2 separate regions of the Pan troglodytes genome follow, and region 1 is linked to region 2. A link is a contact called in public Hi-C data. All regions are on one chromosome and are shown on one strand. Each heading gives the region's core, a stretch centred on a gene start, on an enhancer-like site or on the middle of the called end of the contact. The rest is flanking DNA. Distances are from core to core; before and after follow the strand shown.

What was found. A called contact is a pair of places that touch in the nucleus more often than the background predicts.
Region 1: a Hi-C map of stem cell-derived neural progenitor cells shows a contact between it and region 2, with 4 times the contacts expected there. The contact joins two enhancer-like sites. A contact is called at or near these places in 2 of 7 Hi-C or Micro-C datasets (blood and stem cell-derived neural progenitor cells) and 1 of 1 datasets of contacts at active chromatin or transcription factors (stem cell-derived excitatory neurons).

What each region holds. Positions count from the first base shown.
Region 1 is chr14:29,284,380-29,288,825 of NHGRI_mPanTro3-v2.0_pri, forward strand. No RefSeq gene overlaps it. Among named protein-coding and RNA genes, the nearest start is that of KATNAL1, 190 kb to the right of the region's middle. Within about 2 kb of position 1,807, at least 15 of the 24 cell types and tissues checked have an H3K27ac peak or open chromatin away from gene starts, as enhancers often do. A contact at or near this core is called in stem cell-derived neural progenitor cells, where this site is marked.
Region 2 is chr14:29,093,546-29,098,596 of NHGRI_mPanTro3-v2.0_pri, forward strand. No RefSeq gene overlaps it. Among named protein-coding and RNA genes, the nearest start is that of UBL3, 74 kb to the left of the region's middle. Within about 2 kb of position 1,891, at least 12 of the 24 cell types and tissues checked have an H3K27ac peak or open chromatin away from gene starts, as enhancers often do. A contact at or near this core is called in stem cell-derived neural progenitor cells, where this site is marked.

The sequences.
Region 1 (4,446 bases), core at 557-3,056, 190 kb after region 2:
TGAGCCAAACCAAAGACTCATGACTCCTAAAAAACAATGAATAGACAGAGTACAGAGTGCTTGGGCATTTTTCTCAGGGCTCTCTGTTCTTAGGAAAGATGTTTATGTGCAAAAATAAAAACCTGACTGATTTACATACGGAATAGGAACACACATTTTTCAAGGTGTGGTATCTTACAAGTAACATTTATTTGGACCTCTCTTAGGGCTGAATTTTACCCCTCTCCCCACCCCCCCCCAAAAAATCCTGTTGCCGTCTAGTGCCTCAGAATGTAACTGTATTTGGAGATAAGAGCTTTACAGAGTTAATTAAGTTAAGATGAGGTCTTAGAGTAGGCCCTAATCCCATCTGACTGGTGTCCTCATACAAAGAGGAAATCTGGACATAGACAAGTGCATGCACAGAGGAAAACCCATGTGAGCACACAGCAAAAGGCAGCCAAGGAGGCCCTGGAGAAACACGCCCGGACTACATCTTTATCTCGGACGTCCAGCCTCCAGAACAGTGAGAACATCTATGTCTGTTGTCTAAGCCACCCAGTCTATGATATTATACTATGCCTAGCAAACTGATATACCCCCAAACTCCCCCACCCCCTAAACTGGGCAAATGTTAGGTGACTTTGATGCTGAGAGTGCCTGAAGCAAACTCTTTATCTGCTCTTTTTATACACAAGGACTCTTGAACCACTCTTGAACCCGGAAGTCTCTGGCAATGGCTTGGGGATCCCACTTTGCCTACTCCTCGCCCCCGTCAATAGGGGAGTTGTTATCTCTTAAACCACTCCGGGAACCTCTCCTCTCTGGGTGGAGGTTAAGGGGACTCAGTCGGGGAGTTAAGTGACAAGGGTGCCTCTGGCAGAGCCTAGGTGTGTAAGCTTTGGCAAATGACCAGGCCTCGCTGAGCCCTGATTTTGTCCTCTGTAAAATGAGAGTGATCGGATTCCTTGGAGCACGAAATGCCTTCAATGTGAGGCTTAGCACGGGTCTGGCTCATAGTAACTGCTCTCACGCTCCACTAGCCACTCCTTAGCAGGAACGTGGGCACGAGAATTCCCAAACTTCCTCGAGTCAGTGTTCAGAACCCCGCCCTCCCTTTATCTTCAAAGGAGAAGGGAGAGCAGTGGGTTACAAGGGTCAGCTTTTAAATACCCCTGCTCTCCCTTGACCACAGACCCTGGGGAGTTTCCCCAGCTAAAAACGAAGTTTAGAAAATTGCTTGCAATGACCCGTGATTTCAAGGGCCCCAGTGAATGACAGATCTATTGAGGATAGGGCCCCCTGGCTGGAAATTTAGAAACATTTTGTTTTTGTAAGAGGAAAAAAAGGGCAGAGAGGCACGAGGGCTGCAGGGGATGGCTCTGGAAGGACACTGCAGCGAGGCTGCCAGACTCCTTGGAACCGCAGCGCCGACGCAGCCATTTCCCAGGGAGATCAATCCTCTGGCAGGTCCATTTCCTCCGCCGCGCGGGCGGCTGCGGGAGGCGGCGGCGGCGGGGGTGGCGGGAGCCATTAGTGACTCTGTGACCCCGTTCACCGAGCGCGTCCCCGCCCAGGTGCTCGCTGCCCGGCGCCGCGCCGTCCACCCCCGGCCGGGGCAGGTCGCGGGGCCCAAGCTGGTTCAAGCCCCCGTCGCTCGTCGCCTGGCTCTGCGCCAGGCCCCGTGCCCCTGGCTGCAGGCCGGCACCCCGCGAGCCGCAGCGCCCAGGCAGGCGAGCGCCGCTGCAACCTGCAAGCCTGAGTCAGCTCGCGGCGCGTGAGGCGCGCGCACTGCGTCCCCGCGCAGCCGTCGCAGCCAGGTGCTGGCCCGGAGCGCTGCGTCCCCAGACAGAAACCACGGCTCCCCCTGGCGGACACCGGTTCCCCAGCGCTGGGCTTTCCCCTTCAGTAGTTTAGGGGTAGTTTTCAGCTAAAGAAAACAGTGGACGCATTTTCCCATCAGAGGGCTTGGTGGCAGGATTCCCACAGGCTTAAGGAATGAAAGAAAGGAGATGCGATAGAAAGGAAGAATGGTAAGTAAGGCCCGGAAAGTGCAGGCAGAGAATGTTATGCACCTGCATGTCGTGAACCCAATGGCAACGAAACACTTACTTGTCTGCGGGGCAAATATAGCCGCGTTGGCTCTTTCTCCTGGAACCACGGATACTTTGGCAAGGAATGAATGAGTTATAAATGCAACGTTTTCTTAAATATATTAAATACATAACACTGACCTTCACAAAGGCTTTTATCTGGAATAAGGAATGAATAAGTAGGGTAATGAATAAGAAAGTTAAATTAAAGCACCATAGAACACAGTTTGAGTAACTTTAAAAATGTTTATTTACTTAATTTAATGAAAACAAATGATAAGTAAAATGTCTTCATATGAACATCTGAAAAAGCTTATAACTCTAAATGGCAATCCTAATCCAGCTGCTATAGTCAGGCTGCTATAGCAAAATGCCCTAGACTGGTAGCTTATAAACAATAGAAACTGATTTCTCACAGTTCTTGGGGCTGGGAAGTCCCAGATCAAGGCGCCAGCTGATTCAGTGTCTGGGGAAAGCCTGCTCTCTGGTTCATAGATGGTGCCTCCTAGCTGTGTCCTTACCTGGGAGAAGGAGGAAGAGCGTTCCCTGGGATCTCTTCTATAAGGGCACTAATCCCGTTCATCAGGGTGACCTAATCACTTCCCAAAGGCCCTGCCTGCTAATGCCATCACCTTGGGAGCTCAGTTTTAACGTGAATTTTGAGAGGACACAAACATTCAGACCTTAGCCTCAGCCTTGTGTTTTATTCCCTGAATACAATGTATAAATGTGGAAATGCCTGGGAATTTCAGCCATCTAAGTCAGGCAGTTAGCTTTGTGACATGGACTCCCTCTTGTAACTTACTCTGTGTGGACATCTGTTCTGTTGATTGTGTACAGAGTTGAATTTCACAGAGGCTGACGCAGCAGTGATCATTCAGACATTTCTGAATGGACGGCAAAAGAAGGAGGAGGAGAAAGTAAATACCAATGACTTACTTTGCAAAGTAAATTGACAGATCCTTTGTAGACCAAATCAGCAAGGTTGGGTTGTGTCCCTCTGGGCCTGGGTTTCCCACCTCTTGTAAAACCGGGAGAGGCAGAGAAGCTAAGACAGATGGTGGGTCTCCTGCGAGGCTCAGGGCCGAGCCGGCCTCAGAGGAAGTCTCTTCATCAGCACTCGGCAGCAGCAGCGTGGAGACTGTCCTCCACCCTTCCTGAAGCCACCAGCTTGGATGGCCCAGGCTTTCTTCCCATCACTCAGTTGTCAGAGCAACAGCTTCTGGAGGGAGCCAGCCCACGGCCCTGCCATTATGCTTCCCAGTGGCAGCTGGGGGATAGGGGGCAGTTAGGAGGAACAGAAACAGGTTGACATGGATCCAGGGAGCAGAGATGGCTCACAAGTGCAGATAGGGAGTGATCTTAAATCTACAAAATATGGATGAGAGACAGCATAGGCAACGCTTTAGGCTTTGTGTTAAGCCTTTTAATTCAAGTCATCAAGTGTTTACAAGTGCTTTCTAATTAGAGAGGACATGGAATAATTTGAAGACAAAGAATTACGTAAAGAAGATAGTTTGCTACCCATATGTTGGTGAAAGAATAACTTTTCTGATCTAATTGGGCCAAACCAAACTAAACACCTAACACCAAAGACAGCAAGCAGTATCTGCATTATTATTTAGCAAATATTAAAGAGCTCTTGTGGCCAAACATTCTTAGTGGAAGGGGTAAAAGTCCCAGCATCTTTGTTTATATAAAGACATAAGGAAGGATCTTTTATAGTAGTGGTTCTCAAAGTGTGGTTCTCAGACCAACAGCAGCAGCAGCACCTGGGGACTTAGGAATACAAATTCTCAGGTTTTGCCCCAGAACTACTGAATCTGAAACTCTGAAGATGGGGCCTGGCACCCGTGTTTTAGCATACCCTCAGGTGATTCCAATACACTCTGAAGTTTGAGAACCACGACGCTAATCTTATCTTCCCTGCGGTGTCAGATTTAACTAGGTTTAAAAGAGTCAGAGTAGATCTAAAAGAATGGATTTAAAATAGGGCTTGGAATATAAGAAATAAAGCTTGAAAAAATACAAAATCATAACTCCCAACTTCTATCCAGTGCAAGACGCCCTGCATAAATCAGCAATGGAGACTATGAAAAGAGTCAGATAGGACAAAAGGGGAAGGGAATAGGTTCAATGGAACCCAGAGAGAGGCTTCCGGTGATGTGCCACAGGGTTCTGCATTGTCAGGCCCACTAAACATCTCCATGATCACTGATAAGACTAAACAAATACTCACCAAATTTTAAAACTATGAATTTAATTAAGTTGACAGCAATCCCACCTGTTTGATAGGTCTGAGAAAATGTATTAGTCCATTTTCACACTGCTATAAAGAATACCTGAGACTGGGTAATTTGTAAACAAAAGAGGT
Region 2 (5,051 bases), core at 641-3,140:
AGGTCCCTTGGGCCTTTATTTCTCGAGTAACAAGCTGTAATTCGGGGCAATTCAATGGAGATTATCCTACTATTGATACCCAGAGATGTACATTTCACCTTTTGTAACCTCACCCCTGGTCACTCCGTCCAAGCTCCCATGATGACTCAGCATTCTTAATACCTCTTGGTTTTCCTTCTATTTCTGTAACAGTAAAGTACTTGTTCAGGATAACTTACTGCTAAGTAATAAAAACATGAAGTAGTGGTGAGTAGTAGGGGAAGAAGAACACATAAAATCTTTCCAGCTCTCCGTTTCTCATTTCTCCTCCCTAACTCATAATGAGTGGTAGGCCTGATCCCATCAGCCATGAGTGGGGAGGGCTGAGCTGAGGGCATGCATAGGAATGGCCTGGCCCCTGGGCCCACGTGAGCAACTGCACGGACAGTTGGGCTATTATAATAATAAGTCTAGGGTAATTGCTGATAGAGAGATGCAGATCCCTATTTTTTGCCCTGTAGCCGCTTAAAAACCTTTGTTCATAATTGTAGATGTAAAGCTTGTACTTCTTACTGGGCATTGGATTTCAATGGGAATTAGGCCAAAATATGGACCAGAGAATTGGCCCCACTGTGGCCAACCTGGGAATGCTGAGTCGGTCCTGTTCTGCTGACTCAATTCTCTCTTTGAACTGCAAGACTCACAGTCTAAGCATTGACACCAGTGGTTCTATTGCCAAGACAAAGGGGAAAAAAGGCTGATTAAATTTGAGACATGGCAGATAATGCCAAAAGGCAGAGGCAATGTGATCTCTGAAGAGAGAGAGACGGAATATGTGTTTTGGAGATACGAGTATTGGAAAAATGGAAATCTCATCATAAAATGACTGCTGTGAAGCAGTTGCTCTGAGGAATCCCCCTTTACCCATGTCCTCTTAGATTCCCTCTTTCTTTGTTCCCTTAGACTCTTCTAGTTCCAGATGGTCTCTGGTGGTTGCTGTTGTTTTTCTAACAGCCCGGGTTTTTAAGTCACTTAAAAACCCACATGAAAGGCCCATGAAATATCAAGGTGATTCTGAGGACTGGCTCCATTTGCTCCAGAGCCCAAGTTCTGGCTTAGGTAGAGGACACCCCAAGGAGACTCAAACCACAGATCCAACTTTGAGCTGCTTCCACAAGCCCCAAAATGCCTTGAGCCTAATCCAGACAGGCTTAAAAGTTTAGTTGGACAGGATCTTGGACATAATTTTTACAGGTTAGGAAACTAATAGCTAGAGAGGGTAAGTAAGTCACCCAGATCACATATCATGCCTGCGACAGAAACAGGACAAGCAACTGCCTTCCAACAGTCATGCACTTGCTGGGTTCCTTCTCTGAGCTGGGGAACGGCAGGCTAGCCCTAGAATGGCATGCGAGGCTGGAGAAGGAGACTGTTCCCAAGCCGTATACCCCATCCCCTTCAGTTTTGGGTGAATGCTTTTGGAAATTCTGTCTAGGCACCAATTACACAAACAAAACAGAAGAAGTGGAGACTGGGCGAGCCAGCCAGAGAGGACATTCTTTATGTATGAAGTCACTGGCTTTCAGTGCAAACTACTTACAGAAACAAGGTTCTTGTGTGGACTGCCACAAGTAAGGCTCTCCAAGGCCTCTAGTTGCAGCAGAGAAAATGTGATAAATCTACAAAACGTTCTGCAGCTTTACTCAGCTCTTTAAACTCAAATATTTGTTTTGGATGAGGAAATGGCTCAGGGCATGAGCACAATCTCACCAAGTGTGTGATCCTGGTGCCACGTGGCCACAGCGTGATTCAGGATTTCTCCTGCCTTAGCCACTCCTCTAACCAACAACAGCACCTGAGTCACACTCCTGGCGTCCTTGCTGGGGCTAGGACCCACCCCTCCATCGGCAGCCTTTGTCTCCGGGGGCGCGTGCAATACAGCGCCCCCTGCTGGGCACCCTGTCCTGCTCCTCTCCAGCTGGGTTTGCCTGCCTGGACTGGCTGCCCAAATTCAAGACATGGCAGCTAATGCCATGTGCGACTTAAAGGCTCTCCGCTTCCTATTTTACAAGAGGCTCTGTCTGCTTAAAGTGCTCAGTGCCTGGTGATGCCATGTTTTTTCCTGTCGCTAGCCCCCTCAAAAGAAGGAAATTCATTTGGGAGTTGTTTGAGGTGGATGAGGACATCCTTCCTACACATCTTTGGTGTCACTGGAACAGGTGGAATTCCTGGCTGGAGGCAGGTGATGCTCCGGTGAGCACATCAGAGTCAGTAGCCGCAGTCTGCTCACCCCGCAGCTGAGACGGGGGAGAAGCTTCGCCAGCTGCCTCATCAAATGGAATGCAAACAGAGAGGAGAGCCCCACTTGCTCATCATGCTCCTAGCTACTCCAGCCTCGCTCTAGGGTGCTCAGGGCAAAAGAGGGCAGCCCTCTGCCAAGGAGGGCTTCCTGGTGCGTCTTTCCATGGAGGAACGACTCCGCTGGGAAGGACTCCTGCTGGGGGGCTTGGGGCATCTGGATTGCCAGCTGTACGCAGCAAGGAGTGGCCGCAGAAAGTTCTGAGTGCTTCTTGAGGGAAAGCATAAGCCATCAGCAGAGAGGGAGAGAGTCAGAGCAAGAGCGAGAGCGAGCGAGAGAGAGAGAGAGAGAGAGAGAGAGAGAATGGGCCTCCCAATCTACAAAGTCCCTGCACCAGAAGTAAGGACATCAGGCTTGAGACCTTGAGGCTGCAGCTGTGCACACCCATTCCCCCAGCCACTGCTCATGCCTGCAGTTCCTGCCACAGAGAGAGGCCTTCCACCCCACAGCTGAAAATAAAACTAAAATGCACATACCCCTTTGACGGAAAAACAGTGACTTCAAAACCATCAAAACAAGAAGTCATTGATTTTAGATCCTTTACTGAGATTGATAGGGAAAAAGGATTATGCAGGAGCTGGACGTGAACCGTGGCTGCTACACAATTTGGGCTAGGGCTTACTCTTCTCTCATTAAAAAACCCTATTTATTCCACCAAAGTAGGTAGAGTTCCCCCTCTCCTCTTTGGATTCTCTACTATATTCCTTAGTAACGTCACGAGGCTTTCTCAGGACTAAGCCTGCAAGTTGTCTATTAACCCAGCTTTCCAGTGGGGACTGCCTAATATTGACCAAATACTTTAGAGAGTCATATCATCTGTGAGCTGGCAGAGATCCAGAACTCCAGTCTAGCACTCACATTTTACAGACAAGGAAGCCAGTGCCAGGGCCTTAGCCTGGTTTCACAACTCTTTCTCCGGTTCTCTTGGTGACTGACAACAAAACGACACCTCCCTATTCTGGTGTGGCTTGGGCTTCTGGCTGCTGGCACAGGAATAGCCAAAATCCTTCCTTTCAGGCTTTCTGTGTAATGGAAACCCTGCTTAACTAATTAGGGCCCACCTCTCTCGAACTCCTGAATCACTGGCATTCATTAAAGATAGAAAAGCATTTTATCCCCCTAATGAAGGAGAACTGGAATAACATAGATGAGTCACACACACTGAAAACTGTCATGACATTCAAGAAAGGTGACCTTGTCTCACACCTGCAGACCTGGGAGGGTGGATTGAAATCTACACCCAGTTTTCTCCTTGGGCTCTGACTGTGGCAGGAGGGTTTGTTGCTTGTTTTTTTTTTTTTCTCCAGTTCCTTGTAGTAGGATGGGGATGTGGGTTCTGTTTTACGAGGTGTGGATTGCGTGGGCTGATGGTGTGGAGGAGGAGACTAGAAGAAAAGCAATACACACACACACACACACAGAAACACACACATACTGCCCCCACACACGTTAATGCATACACACAAACCCCACAAAAACACACATGCAGAGATACACATGCACACACTCACACCACACACACAGACACAAACACAACCATACACTCACAACACACACAAACGCACACATAAACACACACATAGACACTCTCACGCATATGCAAACACTCAGACACATACACCCACTCACACTACACACAAACACAAATAAACAAATATGTACTCACATTCTCTCTCACACACACTCTCTCACACACACTCAAACACACACACACATACACCTTTGGTTGCCACAGACCTTGGTGTTTGTTCCCAGTGGCTGGCTCAGCAGAAAATGTGGCTGAGTTGTAAGACTCTGTTTTGAATGTGGGAGTTGGAAAGAGCAAAGACATTCCTCAGGTTCAGGAAGGCACCGGCCAACAGGAGCCGAAGGAGGAAGAGAGAAGAGATGATTTTCTTCCCTAAGAATAACTTTTGAAGTTGGAGCTGAATTTCACCCGTTCACCTTGGTGATGTCACTTTACCCCACTGTTTCTCAACGCGCAGTGCCTCTGATGAACCTGATGCCAGGCCTGTGAGGTACACCTTTAGCCACTTCTATGATGCCAGTTTTTGTTGACAACACATGTTCTGAATGCGCCATGGCTGGCTGACTTTGACTGGGCAGATAGCACAAATCTCCAGTCTGAAAGTCATCATAATACTTGGAATGTTTAGAAAAGTCATAACTTAGGGGTGGTTCATAACTTCTTAGAATTGTGCTTCCCTCAAATGATATATAAGCAGAAGAGAGCAGCTTTGGATGATGGGAGTAATCCAGGAGTAACCAGGGATCCCTAGATCTGGAAGAAGGAAGTAAAGTTAGTGCTTTCTTCAAAGGTTTCAATATTTCTTTATATTTTAGTGCAGCTTAAATCCAAAATCGTAACTAAGGATATCTTTGCTATGGGAAATAGCTTGTTAAATGGATGCTGTTGGCCAATTTAAAAAGAATGACATGAAATGATTCCACAAGCTGCAGTTCTACAGATGGGAATTAGATTGGGTATTCTGATTTAAGGAAACAAATTTGAGAGAAAAAGAATTCCATTTTATTGCAAAATTAGAGTTGAATAAATCAGGTAGGTAATGAAAGATTCAGGGAAAGATGATACTTCTAAAAACAAAGTTCTATAATCTCCAACCCAGATTTCACAAGCCCCCAGGATTGTTTCAATTTTGTCAATGGGCTTAAAGAACTTATCCAAAAATTCTTAAAATAATATTAAATCCTT